Linked DNA regions of Bos taurus: region 1 is linked to region 2. A link is a contact called in public Hi-C data. All regions are on one chromosome and are shown on one strand. The core of a region is the stretch at or near the end of the contact, and the rest is flanking DNA. Distances in the headings are between cores, read along the strand shown. Region 1 overlaps LOC112446481 (a long non-coding RNA gene). Region 2 holds the start of LOC107131356 (a long non-coding RNA gene).

Region 1 (6,979 bases), core at 4,175-6,674, 110 kb before region 2:
ACAGCATCATCCCACATGTACTTTCTTTTTATACCCAACAGTTTTGTACTCAACATATATTCAATATGTAGTCTTTACCACCTCCATTTACAAGTAAAGGAACCATGTCATAATAGGTAAGTTGGCTTGCTCAGATTAGCAAGAAAATTAGTTAACCTAGAATCTAAGATTCCTAGCTCCAAAATGAATAGATGAAATGTTGAAATATCCTTTATTAGGGACAAAGAGATCCTCCTTAATATTTTAATGGAAAACTATTACAACTCATTATTTAAAAGACAAAGACCCTAATAGAAAAGTTGGCAAGGGATACAAACTAACGAATCATAAAAGGAGATCTCTAGCAATCAGAGAAATACTTTTTTGTTAATCAGGCTCTGCTTAAAATGTGAGTTCAGAGATCACTGGTTAAGTGGCCTAGCTCTCAGAACAAAGGTTAAAAGATAAATGGGCCTTTTCCTTGCCCTAATCCCAATTTGAGCCTTGCAGTTTTGATACCCTCCACTGGGAATAAGGACATGAGAAAGCCAAGAGCATTGAGAAGAACAGATCAGCATTGTCTGGGCCTCACAGATAATTATCAGCAGCTGAGGAGAAGGAATGCACAGGGTAGCATCCCAGAGGCTGTGGGTCCCCAGTGTTTCTCAGGGACAGAGTCAAGCCTTGTCTGGCTCTATGTGGAACCCCTGTGGTCTTGCTCCTCAAAATGTGGTTTCTGGGCAGCAGCAAGGACATCTCCAGGGAGCTTATGGAAATGCAGAACCTGACTCCAGGTCTTTTGAATCGGAATCTGCATTTTAGCAAGTTTCCCAGATAACATCACACACAGTGAAGCTTGAAAAGCACTGCCCTAGGGGGCGTGGCTCAGGGCCTGTTCATCACAGGTGCTTAGTAAATGCGTGCTGATTATGGCAGGACAGGGGGATAGCTGCATTCCCTTTCAAGAGTAAATCATCTGACTTATAAAAACTAGTCACTGTCCAGTTGGGTAAAGTATCAGCTATTTTACAAAGGGCTTTAAGTAGGATTAATAATTCATTAATAATGAACTGATAATTCATTATTAATTCAATAATGGTGTTTTGGTGTTGAAATTTTCTACAGTGAATTCAGAGTTTATTATCAGTGTCATCTCACTAGTTTCTTTATATGCCCAGGAGGCATCAATAGGCATAAATCTTTCTGATTTGTCCTCTCTGTTCCACCTTTCACAAAAAACAAAGAATTGGGAATGTAAAATTGAATGAGTAGAAAGGAGAGTAAACATGAAAATCCTGGAGAAAAGAGTGCCCACCAATGTAAGGACATTGCTCTTTTACCTGCCTTTCCAGAGAGTGGAGTCTCTAAGCTTGCACTTTGTGCCATATGGGCATGTGTGTGGAGGAAGTGATGGTGAAGAGGGAAAGAAGAGACAAGGAAGAGACCAAGAATTAAGGACCCCTGTGCTGTCCTATGAGCTGACACGGGCAAAGGTACCAAATCTGGCCATTAAAATGCATCTGAAGCAACTGTGTGCACCATTATCATTATTGTTATCATCATTATCATCATCATCGTCGTCATTTTTAGTTCTCCTTGCAGTCTGCCAACCTCTTTACGGAGCAGATCATCTTAATAGTGACCCAGCCCCTAACTTCAAGGTTGTCCACAGATCTGACGCTGCCAGAAAACCAGTTACAAGAAGGGAGACAAAAGGGATCTGGAGGATGGAGAGGCATTCTGAGTTCCACTAATGAGTGAGGTGACTCATGGCTGACTCAGACAAACGAAGGCAAGCCTGGGAGAGGGGAGGCAGTGGGGGGCAGATCTCAAAGGAGCCCTGCCGAAACATTCAAATGGGAGCTAGGAAGCCAGGGACACGGTGTTATTTAGAGAGCAGCCTGCAGCTCTGGCGATGAGGGAGGAACAGATCTGAAAACAGAGGGAGAAAATTACATTTGAGGCCGAAACTGAGTTGTGAATCTGTAGTTTTGACAAATGTGTAACATTCTCTGGTGACATTGAGCTGCTCCTTGGCAAATCTCAGAATACTAAGTCAATAGGAATTAATTGTCATCAGTTTCCTGGGGAGTAGAAGTAAACGAGGTACCACCCTCTATATTTCTAATGATCTCAATGAGAAAAATAAGCCTTTTTCTTTAGTATTTTACATTTGGACAACTCTGTGACCTGACCTATGCTTATAGCTTTTTTTTAAATTAATTTATTTTTTAGCTGAAGGATAATTGTTTTATAGAACTTTATTGTTTTCTGTAAAACCAACATACCACTGAAGTGTCTTCTCTCTTATTAATGGCTACTTGAGGTTTCAAGTTTGCAGATTCCAAAGTCAAATATTGTTATGAAGGTTTATAATTGCATTTTCCTATATGGACTGTACTGAAATGATATGTCCCACCACATGCTATGTCTAGGTCCCCTAAAGAACATGCATTTGTGAGATGGCTAGATGTAGGTACAGACTACTTGGGTGACACAGTTTTCCGTGTACTAAATATCCCATACAGAGATCAAACCCATGACCTCAGTCTCATCAAGGCAATGAAAGAGAACTGAGCTATCTAAAAATAATTTTGGTTGATTACATATTTATATGTGATTTGATGACTATTGTCACAAATGCACTTCACTGGAATGGCACGACGGTGGAAGAGACAAGGGATTCTTTGCCAGCTTGGCCCCCTGTGAATTTTCACTAAGATGAAAAATAATTTGCTCCAAAAGCAAATTTTTTTTTCTGCTTTGTCTGCCCCCAACAGACGGCAATGGCAGTTGGATGCAGTTGTTTTAGTCTTGGCCAACTAGTTTTTTATTACCAGCAGGTTTACTGTATTTAATTTGGGGTGTTTTGCAACATTATTAAGCCCAGTATGTCTGACAATTGTAAAAGCAATGGGAATGTTGAATGTGCTATTAAGAAAAGGCTTATGATTATGATGAAAATAAAACTGAAAATGAAAGAGATTAACAAAAACGAATGTTAGGAATGGTAAGAAAAATCACCAGTGTTGCATGTGGCTAAGAGCTGGATCATTAGTCAATAGGGGTGATTCTGAAAGACAAAGAGAGATTCAAAACATGTGAATAATGTTGGCTGGATCTATGCAAGGAACATCAATCATCAAGAAATGAGGAAAAGTAATCCAAGAAATGGAAACAATTTGGAATATGTGAATGCCTATAATCCAAATATTAATTCGGATAAGGGCTAAAAAAGGACTTCCAGGTGGCGCAGTGGTAAAGAATCTGCCTGCCAATGCAGGAGATGCAAGAGATGCAGGCTCTATCCCTGGGTCAAGAAGATTCTCTGGAGCAGAAAATGGCAACCCACTCCAGGACTCTTGCCTGGAAATCCCATGGACAGAGGAGCCTGGTAGCCTACAGTCCATGGGGTCGCAAAGAGTCAGACACCACTGAACATGCATGCACAAGGGCTAAAAATATATGTTCAAACATTTAAAAGCCAAGTGTGGTAAAAATTCTCATTCTGGAACCTTTACTGAAAGCCAGCGATGGTTCCATAGATTCAAGATCTGTTAGATCTATTTGGCAATAAGTTCTATATGGAAGATGAAAAAGAGTTGATTATGACACTTGGCAAAGGCAGTCTTGCTCTTCTTTAGTTGCTAAGTAGTTTCCAACTCTTTGTGACCCCATGGACTGCAGCACGCCAGGCTCCTCATCCTCCACTAACTCTCACAGTTTTGCTTAAATTCATGTCCATTGAATCGGCAATGCTAACTAACCATCTCATTCTCTGCTGCCCCCTTTTCCTTTTGCCTTCAATCTTTCACTGTCTTGACCGCCTTTCAATTTACATGGACTGGTCTATTTTGGATAAAGGAGCCCAGTAGAATGGATATAGCAAGGAGATTAGAATGCCATCTAGTTGTAAAGCTTTGAAAGACCCATCAAACCCTTTTTTTGTAGAGATGTGTCTTCCTAAATCACTAGTAGCTAGTTTTATCTTACTAATAGTTTTACAGAATTCACCTGTTTATGAGATATATAAATTCGTGGCATATGGCAGGCACTCAATAAATGTATTTGGATGGATGAATGAATATTTGAACACCTCTGGAAATGGAGAATTAATTCACTGTCCCCTCAGCCAGTTTAATACATCTCAATCAGCTCGAATGATTAGAAAATTACTTGTATGGAGCTAAAACCTATCACCATCTTTACCCTCCTCTGGGAACATTTGGTTTTGTTACTGTTTCCTATTCGATGGGTACTCAGGACAGAATATTGTTTTCTTGGCAATGCTGACCAGCCTGTAAGGGTACCAATTACCCCTCTTAGTAAGGACTCCATACTTCAATTAATGCAGTTCAATATTATAATAGTCTCTTAGGTGGCCATATCACCTATTGACTCATTCTGAGCTTGTAGTTGAGCTTGCAGCCCATCTTCTCTCCTCTTCCTGACCCCCAACAGACACACTAATTCCCTAGAGGACCTTAAACAAATTATCTGTCTGGGACTCATTTCTCGTGTGGAAAATGAGGGTGTTGGGCCCAGTGGTTTCTGAGTTGTTTTTCTTTCCTGTTTTAATATTCTTTGAGCCTAAAACAGGAAGTTCTGGTACAGCTCATGTTGTACTTTTCCGTGGGCTGTTTCACCCATAGCAGCATGAGCATGTAAAATGTACCTGGAGACGTTAAGCTTGTCAAACAACTTGAAACTCCACAGGTAATTTTTCTCAGCTGTGTTAAGCTTATCTTTGCAGATATGTGGACAGTGTGCGGTCGATTGTGTATGAGCGCTAAGGCAATAGGCAGTGCTGAACCATAGTAGTCAAGGAGGGAGAAACCGAGGCACAGGCAGAAAAAAAAGTGACAGCACGAGGGGAATCAGGGTGTGGTTTTTCTCTGACGGAACTCTCCATCACTATTTTAAGACAGAGACAATGACAATGGGGGATATATATTTCACTCAACGGAAAGCCTGGTTTGACATCATGTCAATTTTCTCATCTTACTTCACACACTGTTGTAACATTAAAAAAATTACTCTCAGCCAATGAGCAACTAAATGTGTTTGCTGTCTGGAAGAATCAAACCATATCTCCATACCCCTTGCCCTTGGCCAATTTCTTATAAAGCAGACATCCTTCATGATTTTAGCTGAGTAATTTCTCCTAGTATTTCTGCCTGACAGTCCTTGATCCATGCCTGAGAGGCTGGATCCACTTTCTACCCTAGACTAAAATTCTACACGTTATTATTTGACCTCTTTTGAAAAACTCACTGCCAGCTTTATAACCCGATCTGGGCACTCTCCCCATCGAGGCCTGCATTTCCTGTGGATGATGCATCGGTTTCCTAGGTGACGGCGGGAAGGAATAGACCTGTTAGCTTGTGGCTTCTGACTCACTCACTGCAATGGACGTCAGAGAATCGTGGCTGAACAAGTGGATGCTGATAAAAGCATGTGCTTAAGCAGTGCACTGGTGGTTAAAACCATCCCATTTGTACCAGCTCTCCCTCCCACTAAGCAAGCAGACAGACTGACATAAATCCCAGATGAGAAAAAACAAGCAACAGATCTGAAACCTCTCTGAACTCCCAGTCCTATAGAAATGTACAGTGGAGTCCTATTTACAATCCCATTATTTTCCTTTCCCTGTTTAGAGTTTCCTCTTTTTTTCCCTGGAACATGTAAGTCACAGAATTTTCTAATGTCTGATGGAGGCTGAAGAGGGGGAGATAGAGACAAGCCAAAAACTCACCAGAAGCCTATTTATGAAGGTGACATTTCCTTTTTATCTTTCACTTTTGTTCCCTGAGAGGGGAAAGTAAACTCACAATGGACTAGCAAATTATCAGAGTCCAGAATAAAAAAAAAATTTCTGTTGGGCAAATTTCTTGAAGCCTAGAGACAAGGAGAGACATGCATGTGTGTGCATACACACACAGAGAGACACATGCAGATACACACACACAGATTAACTTTCTAGTTCCCTCTTTCATCATCAACTGATCCCAGCAATGGACAAGTCAAAGATTGCCTGGGATTAAAAAACACGAAGAACTCCTTTGTCCTCCACATCTGAACTACTAAAGACTGAATGGATTCTTTCAATTCTTGAATTCCTTAAATGACCAACAAACCTGAAGGTTCCCGACTGAAGATAATGCATCTTGTTTTCCACGGAGCCTTGAGGGATCCTTTAAATAGCATCAGCAAGCATCCGAATGAATTAGGCAGCAAATGTAGGTTAGCTTTATTTAGACAGATAAAGACAAGAAGAGAAAGTTGTCTGGTTCAAGGGCAGTGCAGCCTGACACAAAAGCATTTCTCAGAGGAGGGGAAATTGCTTTGGGGAAGAGCTGTATTTTGGACAAAGAGCAAAGTTCCTTGGATCAGCAAGGGAAGTGATGCTAAATTCTTCCATACAGAGGAGCAGGAATTGAGAATGGCCTACCACTCATTCAAAGGAAAGATCTACAGATTTAAAACGTAAAACAGAACTTGGCATCCTGTCTCTCTCTCTCTCTCCCATTCCTTGGGCACCCTTTCGGGAAGGACTTGCTTCCTAGAACACAAGCTGGGGCAGGGAGTTTGTGAGACTCCTTCGGACTGGGATTTGAGAGTCTCAGCAAATTCTGAGTCAGAAAATGCATCTAGATGGAGGGTCCCTGGAGATGTGGAAGCTCAGAAAGCAGGGAAAGTGGCAAATTTGGGGGGCAATCACTCACTAAACAAAAATGTAGATGCTTGGGAAAAAGTTGCACTCAATAGCCATGATTTTACAATAACTTTTAAAGGAGCATAATCTGTACATCAGAATCCAATATAGTGTAAATCAACTGTACTTCAGTTTAAAAACTTGTAGTCAGTGAATTTTATTTTCCCTTTCCCCACAGTCCTTAGATTATTCCCTGAAAATAAACTCCTTAAGGAATGCACTGGATCTAGAAAAAAATACAAGTTTCTGTGATATTTATTGTTTTTCCACGATTTAAATTTTTTC
Region 2 (7,435 bases), core at 4,663-7,162:
GTCTCTCCTCAGTGCCATAGATACCCTATTCTCTTCCATCCAAACAAATTATCTTCATCAGAACCTACCTATTTACATAGATACATTTCTTTATGATATTGCCTTTTTTGGTATCCTTGTTATAAAGAGGAAGGAACTGAAAACTAAGCAAGGCTGTCTTATCCAGGGACATAGGAGAATTGGCAAAAGAGACAATTAGTACAGAGAGATGGGCTTCTATTTGTACTGTAGCCTTGTAATCACACTATGTTCTCTGAGTGCCCCAACGCTAACCCAAGCTTATTTGTACTTCTGGGGCCTGGATTCTATTCAGTTCTATGCCTTATTTAGTCTAAATGATTTCCCCAGCTTCAGTGTGTATTTTTTTTTTTTTTTGAGCTTTATTTTAGAAATATCATACTTAAATCTGCCCTCAAATTGAGTTTGTTTTAGTTCTAATGCTGAGGAATGAAGATTCTGGGTAAAAGAAATAAAGATGATGGGTTTTTCTAGGCTTTACATTTCAAGAATGGTTTTCTCAAATGGCAACTGGCAGTATACCTTATTCCTCAAATTATGACATTTTCTATGGGAATTAGAATTTAATTGGGATAATTGGTTTTCACAGCAAGCACAGATTTCTTTCCAAGAGTATCAGTTTGATAATATTTTACCAGCTAAAGCTACGAGACAAATATAAACCAGTTCTGAGAAACAGGAAGTGAACCTGACTGGTCTAGGCTGCGTGTCCCTGGTGGTGACGCACATACAGAAATCAAATTAGGAAAACAAGATATGTGGGTGTGAGGGAGTCGATAATAATTCAGGATGCTCCAACACAAGCGAGAACTCCTTTAACCAAATGCCATTCATTTTAATAGCACCCTGAGAAGTTTGATTTCCACATAACATACGAGTGATTAGAAAGCAGGACGAGCTTGAGTTCCCTAGCAACAGCATGTGCTTCTGAGACAGTCATTAGCCTTTCAGTTAATCCCGCCAACCCCTTACTGCTAATGTATGACTGACATTGAAAAAAAAAAAAAATGATGTTGCAGAAAGTGCTTTGATTTCCAGGAGCAAAATGGACAAGAATAATATATATATACATACATATGTATATATATAATATATATGTGTGTTTATGTTAAGTTGTCCTGAGAACTGCACTCAGGTAAAAGGAGCAATTTTCCTACATGCCCAGCCTGTCCCCATGTCCCCATGTTCACTGCTTTTAGTTCTACGTTTCTGAATCCCCTCCCAGTAAAGGGCAGCAGAGGTGAAAATTCTTCAGGCTTTAAGACAGTCCCCTCATCGAATGTAAATCATAGTCTGAAGCTGGGGTGGGCAGTTTGTGTGGCAGGACTGAGGCTGACAGAGGGTAAGGGGGGAGGGAAACCGCAAGGCGTAGTTTTCTTTCTCCTTTAAACAGCATAAACTACCCTGGTTGAAGCTGCTTGGGAAAGGCGGGTGGCAAAGGGAAAGAAGCTATTTTTCCTATTGATTGTTTAATTGCACCAGAGGCTGTTTGTCCAAGGCCACTGGCCAAGAGCATTATGTCTGTGGCTAAAGTGAGGTTGGGCAGGTTTCCATACCCTTTCCTAGTTTTAAACAAGGCAACCCATAAAGCTCAGCCAGGCTATAGGAATAGGGTGTATGTCGACTTCTGCTACTCAGCTGTACCCTAAAGCGCCAGGGCTGATGGGATGATGGTTTTCTAACTCTGAAACATTGCCTCTAGCTCGGTCCTTGGTTCAGGATGCACTACTCCTCTGTGTAGCTTGGGTCACCTGCGGGCCATTATTCGAACGGTAACTACTGCCACTGGTCATCCTTATTGTGGCCTGGGTCCCTTTCAGCTGGGGACTGGGCTCCTTCAGTTTGGCCAGGGTGATTCCTAGTTCTCCCCGCCTCCCCACCTAACCCCCTGCACGCTCCCTTCCCAAGGCGACCACCTGCGCCGCCCCACTTACCATCTGCCCCGCGGGGAGGGCCCCCCGGGGTGGCGGAGCCCTCCCTGCTCCCGGGCGGCTCTGGGGGAACTCGGTGTTTGCCTCCAGCCCTTCGCTACCGGAGAGATCAGGTTCCTCCCCTCCTCCCCCTCCAGCTCCGGCCGCCGCCGCCGCCGCCTCCTTCTTGCATGACACAGCAGAACCGCAGCTGCCGCAGCAAGTCCCAACCATCCGCCCAGGAAGCGCCGCAACCGGGACTCGGGAGGGGCGGAGGGGGAACCAGGCAGGGGCCACAGCCGAGGGGGATGCTTGCCCCCGCTTTGCACCACACACTCTTTTCCCAGCCCAGGGGCATGGGAACAAAATCAGGCTCAAGCCGACCAGGCCAAGCCCGTGAGGAAAGCTGGGGGTTCGGCGTCAGAAGGGATGGGACCAAAGAGAAGGGTGTGAAGGAGACCCCAATTGAGGCAGGTCATTGCAGGGGAAGAAGGGGAAGAAGAGGCCGAGAAGTCGAGGGCCAGACTGTGAAGGAGAATAAAGGAGGTCAAAGAAAGGTAAGGAGGTAGAGTTGCAGAGAAGGGAGACCGAGCTGGGAAGGGGAGGGGACCTGCTTTGGAAGGAGGACTGGGAGGGAGAATTTGGGGAGGCCTGAGCTAAGTATCTAGGCAGCACATGGTGAATTGGGAGGCAAAAGCAGGAAAGGGGAAAGGGATGTGAGAATTAGGCGTTAGATGGTAAGGTAAATATTGAGGGACATATTAAGGAATCAGAAGGGATGTAGTGGAGATCATGCATCATGGCTGATAATCAGAGGGAAACTGATGAGGTGGAAAGAGATATAGTCAAGGCAAAGAAAACATGATCTTCCGCCCCACTCTTCAGTTTCCTATGAAGTTTTTCATAATGCTGCCAATCCAACAGGGAGTTTTCCTTATAAATTGAAAAGCATGAACTAAAACATCAAAAGAGCCGTTTAGCTTGGATTTACAGGATAAAATCCTATGATCCATGCAATCTTTAAGGCAGAGATTTAGGATTGGGGGTTGTGATTCAATAACACGGAAGGCTCTAAAAACCGATGGTATGGATTCACACATAACTGGACTTAAGTCTTTCAGTGTCTGTTAAATGCTTCAGTTAAATGCTACAAATGATGACAAAGTTATTGGTTCAAAATATCATATAAAGGCACAGACTTTTTCTCTGTATAGAAACATATATATAAATCTATAGGTAATTTCTAGCGTCTAGCACGTCCACTATGATTAAGGGGAAAATGTGTTTTTCTGATTATTTGATTTCCCACCAAACACACTACGCATTTTACAGCAGATCAGCTGCTTCTATTTGAAAAATGTGGTCAGAAAAGTAATGCAAAAGCTGCCACTTTGGTTTTGTCTGTACCTTCCAGGTCATATCGTCGTACCTCACTTCCTGACACAAACAAGTTTTTACTGTTGTCAGCAACAAAGTCCTAATATAGCTGCGGAAGAGAAAAACTGCATTGCATTTGCCTCCTGCAAGCATCATCAACACAGTTACCGGAGGAATGTTGATTCCAGAAAAGCTTTAAGGCTGGTACGATGGTAATTATGTATCAAATGCCTGATTCTATTTCTGTTATTATTGTTTTGTCATTTCTGAGCCACCCAAGAACTGGCTGAACTCGCAGAGGGACAAGTCCGGTTCTTCTTTTTGCCTCGGTAAAATTTAATCAGACCTGATAGAAAACTCATTGCTCTAGGGGAAAATAAAGTAGGAGCCACGAAATGTCATTTTAACAGAGCGTGGGTTTTGTGACTGTAGGAAAGGATTTAAGGACGCTCCTTCTGTTCGGTTTCCTATGTAATGAGCAAAGGCTACACGCACGCACAGACGCCACAGCTCCCGGATGCTGTGGCTCGCTTATCTAGGCTTCTGCAGCGCCAGGAGCCCCTCCGGGATGCTGCGAGGGGCTCTCGGTGGGTGGTGGTGGTGGTACGAACGGCTGCGGCCGCCGCCGCCAGTTCTGCCGCTGCTGTTGTTGCTGCTGCAGTCACGTGGGAGGCCCTTTAAGTTTCCATAGAGAGGCCTCTCCGGTGTCACATGATGGACATGATATAATGAAACAACGTTGTGGAGAGGAAAGCATTAGGGGAGCCCACGGCTACAAAAACAAGTGAGTGAGAAGAGGTGGGAGGAAGAGAAACTACGCCACCTCCCCTGCAGCCGAGCCGCACGCAGCAGTTCCCCGCGGGAAGTGGGCGACGCCGGCGGGGGGGAAGGGAGACCCGGTCCCCAGCCCCGGCCGGGGGACCCCCGCCGCCCACAGCCAAGAGAACAACTTTTAGCCGGCAGCCTCGGCCAGCACTGCACCTGTCTCCGAAGCCTCCATCGCTCCTCCTGATGATCAAAGGGGAATTCTAGAAGACTGTGCTCTACAAATATACATGCGCATCGTTTTCCCCCTTGCGTCTCGCTCCGCAGGAAGGAAAGAGAAACGGATTAAAGCGGCAGCGGGTGTTCAGCCCCAAGGTAAGTTCTGGAGGGTGGGGAAAGCCGGCCCAGCAGGACTTCGGGATGGGAATTTTGTTCTCAGTTTGGACCTCTCGAGATGAAAAGAGGCATCCCCTCACTGCTGCGAGGCGGCGGGCTCGATGGTCCAGCAGAAACATTTCCACTGTGGACTCCGGTTATTTCCTCTTTCGCACGCCCCGCGGTCCCACCCTGGGACTCCCCGGGGGCCCCTCGCCTCCCCCTGGAAGGGCCCGCAGGTCCCAGCCGGGATGTTGGCGAGCCGGGCGAGGAAAGGTAGGGGTGGTGGCGTTAGCCGGGAATGCCGAGGCGATTTCGCCATGTTTGTGTTGCTAAGAGCACTTTTTTCCCCTTTGAGGTGGCTTGATGCCACATGGCTCCTCCGGAGCTGCTGCCGGGTTGAGAGAGTGTGTGTGTGTGTGTGTGTGTGTTTTTCAATGTCCGCATTCCAGCTAATGTTGCGCAGATAAAATTCAAACTTGAGGTAAACAGAAGAGGAGGAGGAGGAGGGGAGGGAGGGGGGAAGATTGTTTCCATTTCGAGATTCCACCTCTTCACTCCGCGGAGAGTCACATCCCGGAACCTCGAGAGTACTTGGTCCTGTCTTCCCCCCACCCCACCTCTGCTGACCACCAGAAATAAGGCGACGGGGGTGGGGGTGCTCACAGAGGACGCGGAGTCTGCGTTCTAAAGGGGAAAAACAGCACCCCCCGGCATCCAGGCCGTCGGCTACTTTCCTCGTTCCACCCGGAGGGACGGAGGATGCCCTGCTGCGCTCTCGAGTTGGGGGACCGGAGGATCGCGCTCTTGGGCGGGGCTGGGGGGGGGGGTGCCTGATCCCCGTCTCACTCCCTCTTACTTTAGGGAACCGGACGGCACCGCTCCCACCCTACCCCAGGCGCAGGTTCCAGAAGGCGAGCTGGGTGGGTCTCCAGGTTCCGAGAGGGTGGGTGGCGTAGCAGGTGTGTGGTGGGCATTTCTATTTTGTAAGTTGCATATGATGGGACGACGTGGGGAGTCTTAAAAGCGAGCGGATCGGCAGAGCTGCGTCTTTTTTTTTTTTTTTGCGACCAGGGAGAAAAATGAAGACAACCCCTCCCAACCCCGCTTTAAATACCTGATTCATCTCGAAGCTAGGCTGAAGGGGGAGTAGGGATGTGTAAGGGTGAAGATGAGGTTCGTCATGTGGAAAACTGGGCTTCTGACAGCTCATGGCCACCCTACCCTCCCTCCCGGGGCAGAAGATGGTTGTGGCGGGGGGGAGGTCCAAGACGGGCGATGTACCCCCTCCCCGGGGTAGGAGCAGCGCAGGGTCCCGAAGTGCGGGAGGGTCCTCAGCCCGGTCGCTGGGGAGTACGGGGGGCCGGGAGGAGGCGGCCACGTGAGGAGGGTCTGCGGAAGCGCCGGAGCCTAGAGCTGGGGGGTGAAGTGCGTAGCAGAGTCGTGACGGGGGCTGACACGAAGCAGCCGTGGGCGGCGCGCTGAGGAGGAGCGGAGACTCGCGCGGGCCCGGGGCCCCAGCTCCGTGGCGACGCGGCTTTATTCCGAGCGGCTGCCCGAGCCTCCCACGCCAGCGCCGACGTCCGGGCCGCGGGTGGGTGCGCACGCCAGGGCCCTTTCCCGAGAGACCGTTTCCGGGCGGGGCCCCCGGCCCGGAGCGAGGGCTGTAAACAGGGTGGTGCCCTCTGCCCTCCCGCCCCCGGCCGGTTGGGGCGCGCGGCCTTGGCGGCGCTCTGGGCAGCGGAGGCGCGGTAGCGGCAGCGGGGGCGCGCCCGCCGCCCCCGCGCGCTCCCCGCCGCCAGGCCGGCCGGCCGGCCCTCTCTGTTTTTGTTTTGATGGAGCCCGCGTGCAGCTGGCGCGTGTCGAGTCACGTGCCGGGGGCGGGAGGGGGGCTGGGGCGCGGTGACGCACGCGTCCGGAGGGCCGGGCGCCCGAGGGGTGCTGTCGCCGAAGGGGCGAGGGGGCGTGTGCCCTGGACAGATCCCGACCGCGCTGGGTGTCCAGGCCCCACCTGGTGGAGTTCGTGGGAGTTGGTTCTCGTGAGCGGTGTGCGGGCGTGGGTGTAAATCCCACCGCACTTTTGAGTTCGTCGTCGCAGCATCCAGGCGAGCCTGCTCTATCCGGGCTGGGGGCCCGCCTGCGCTGTTTCAGTTGGAAATCAACAGACTCTGCAGGCGTGAGTCTCTGTGGGCATATAGAGACCTATCTGTGGCTCTTAATCCAGACTGCACGTCGTAAGTAACTGGACCGGCTTAGAAAGAATTCTGATGCCCGGCTCAATCCTAGACCAGTTGAACCCAAATCCAAATAGGGCTGAACGTATGTGTGTGTGCGCGCGCGCGCGCGCGCGCGTGTGTGTGTGTGTGTGTGTTTAAACCTCCGTAAGTGTTTTTAATAACCGAGGAAGGTTGAGAGTTTACAGAACTAGCTGGCTGGAATAGATAGCTGTGAAACCAACAGGTGTTGATCTGTCAGTAGATGCTGGTAGCTATATGCTGGCATGCCCTGACATTCTTGATGAAACATTGTTACCCCCATTTTATAGGTGACAGAGTGGAAGCTCAGGAGGTTGAGTAAGAGTTGGTCAGTGACGATCCATATCTAGAACCCAAGCAAGCTGATTTAAAAACCCAGTCTTTCAGTTATTACGTATGTTACTTTGGAAATCTACCTTTACCTAAATGCATGTGTTTGTGCGAATAGGAATAGTTCTGTGTTTGCCTAAGGATCAGCCAATTTATATATGTGTGTGTGTGTATGTATATATATATATATATATATATATATGTATGTATGTATAGGAGAAGGCAATGGCACCCCACTCCAGTACTCTTGCCTGGAAAATCCCATGGATGGAGGAGCCTAGTAGGCTGCAGTCCATGGGGTCGCTAAGAGTCAGACAGGACTGAGCGACTTCCCTTTCACTTTTCACTTTCATGCATTGGAGAAGGAAATGGCAACCCACTCCAGTGTTCTTGCCTGGAGAATCC

Evidence for each region. Hi-C and Micro-C count contacts between places; a contact is called where the count stands out from the background.
Region 1: a Hi-C map of an unstated tissue shows a contact between it and region 2, with 1.9 times the contacts expected there. The contact joins two enhancer-like sites. A contact is called at or near these places in 2 of 11 Hi-C or Micro-C datasets (liver and an unstated tissue).

The regions. Positions count from the first base shown.
Region 1 is chr4:94,956,821-94,963,799 of ARS-UCD2.0, reverse strand. It overlaps LOC112446481 (a long non-coding RNA gene), which reads left to right. Exons shown (of 8, transcript XR_009494367.1): 8 at 1,332-4,281. It also overlaps a transcript of MKLN1 not described here. Among named protein-coding and RNA genes, the nearest start is that of MKLN1, 66 kb to the left of the region's middle. Within about 2 kb of position 5,424, at least 31 of the 102 cell types and tissues checked have an H3K27ac peak or open chromatin away from gene starts, as enhancers often do.
Region 2 is chr4:94,844,673-94,852,107 of ARS-UCD2.0, reverse strand. LOC107131356 (a long non-coding RNA gene) reads left to right here and starts at 2,091. Exons shown (of 11, transcript XR_009494353.1): 1 at 2,091-2,485; 2 at 3,343-7,435. It also overlaps a transcript of MKLN1 not described here. Within about 2 kb of position 5,912, at least 47 of the 102 cell types and tissues checked have an H3K27ac peak or open chromatin away from gene starts, as enhancers often do.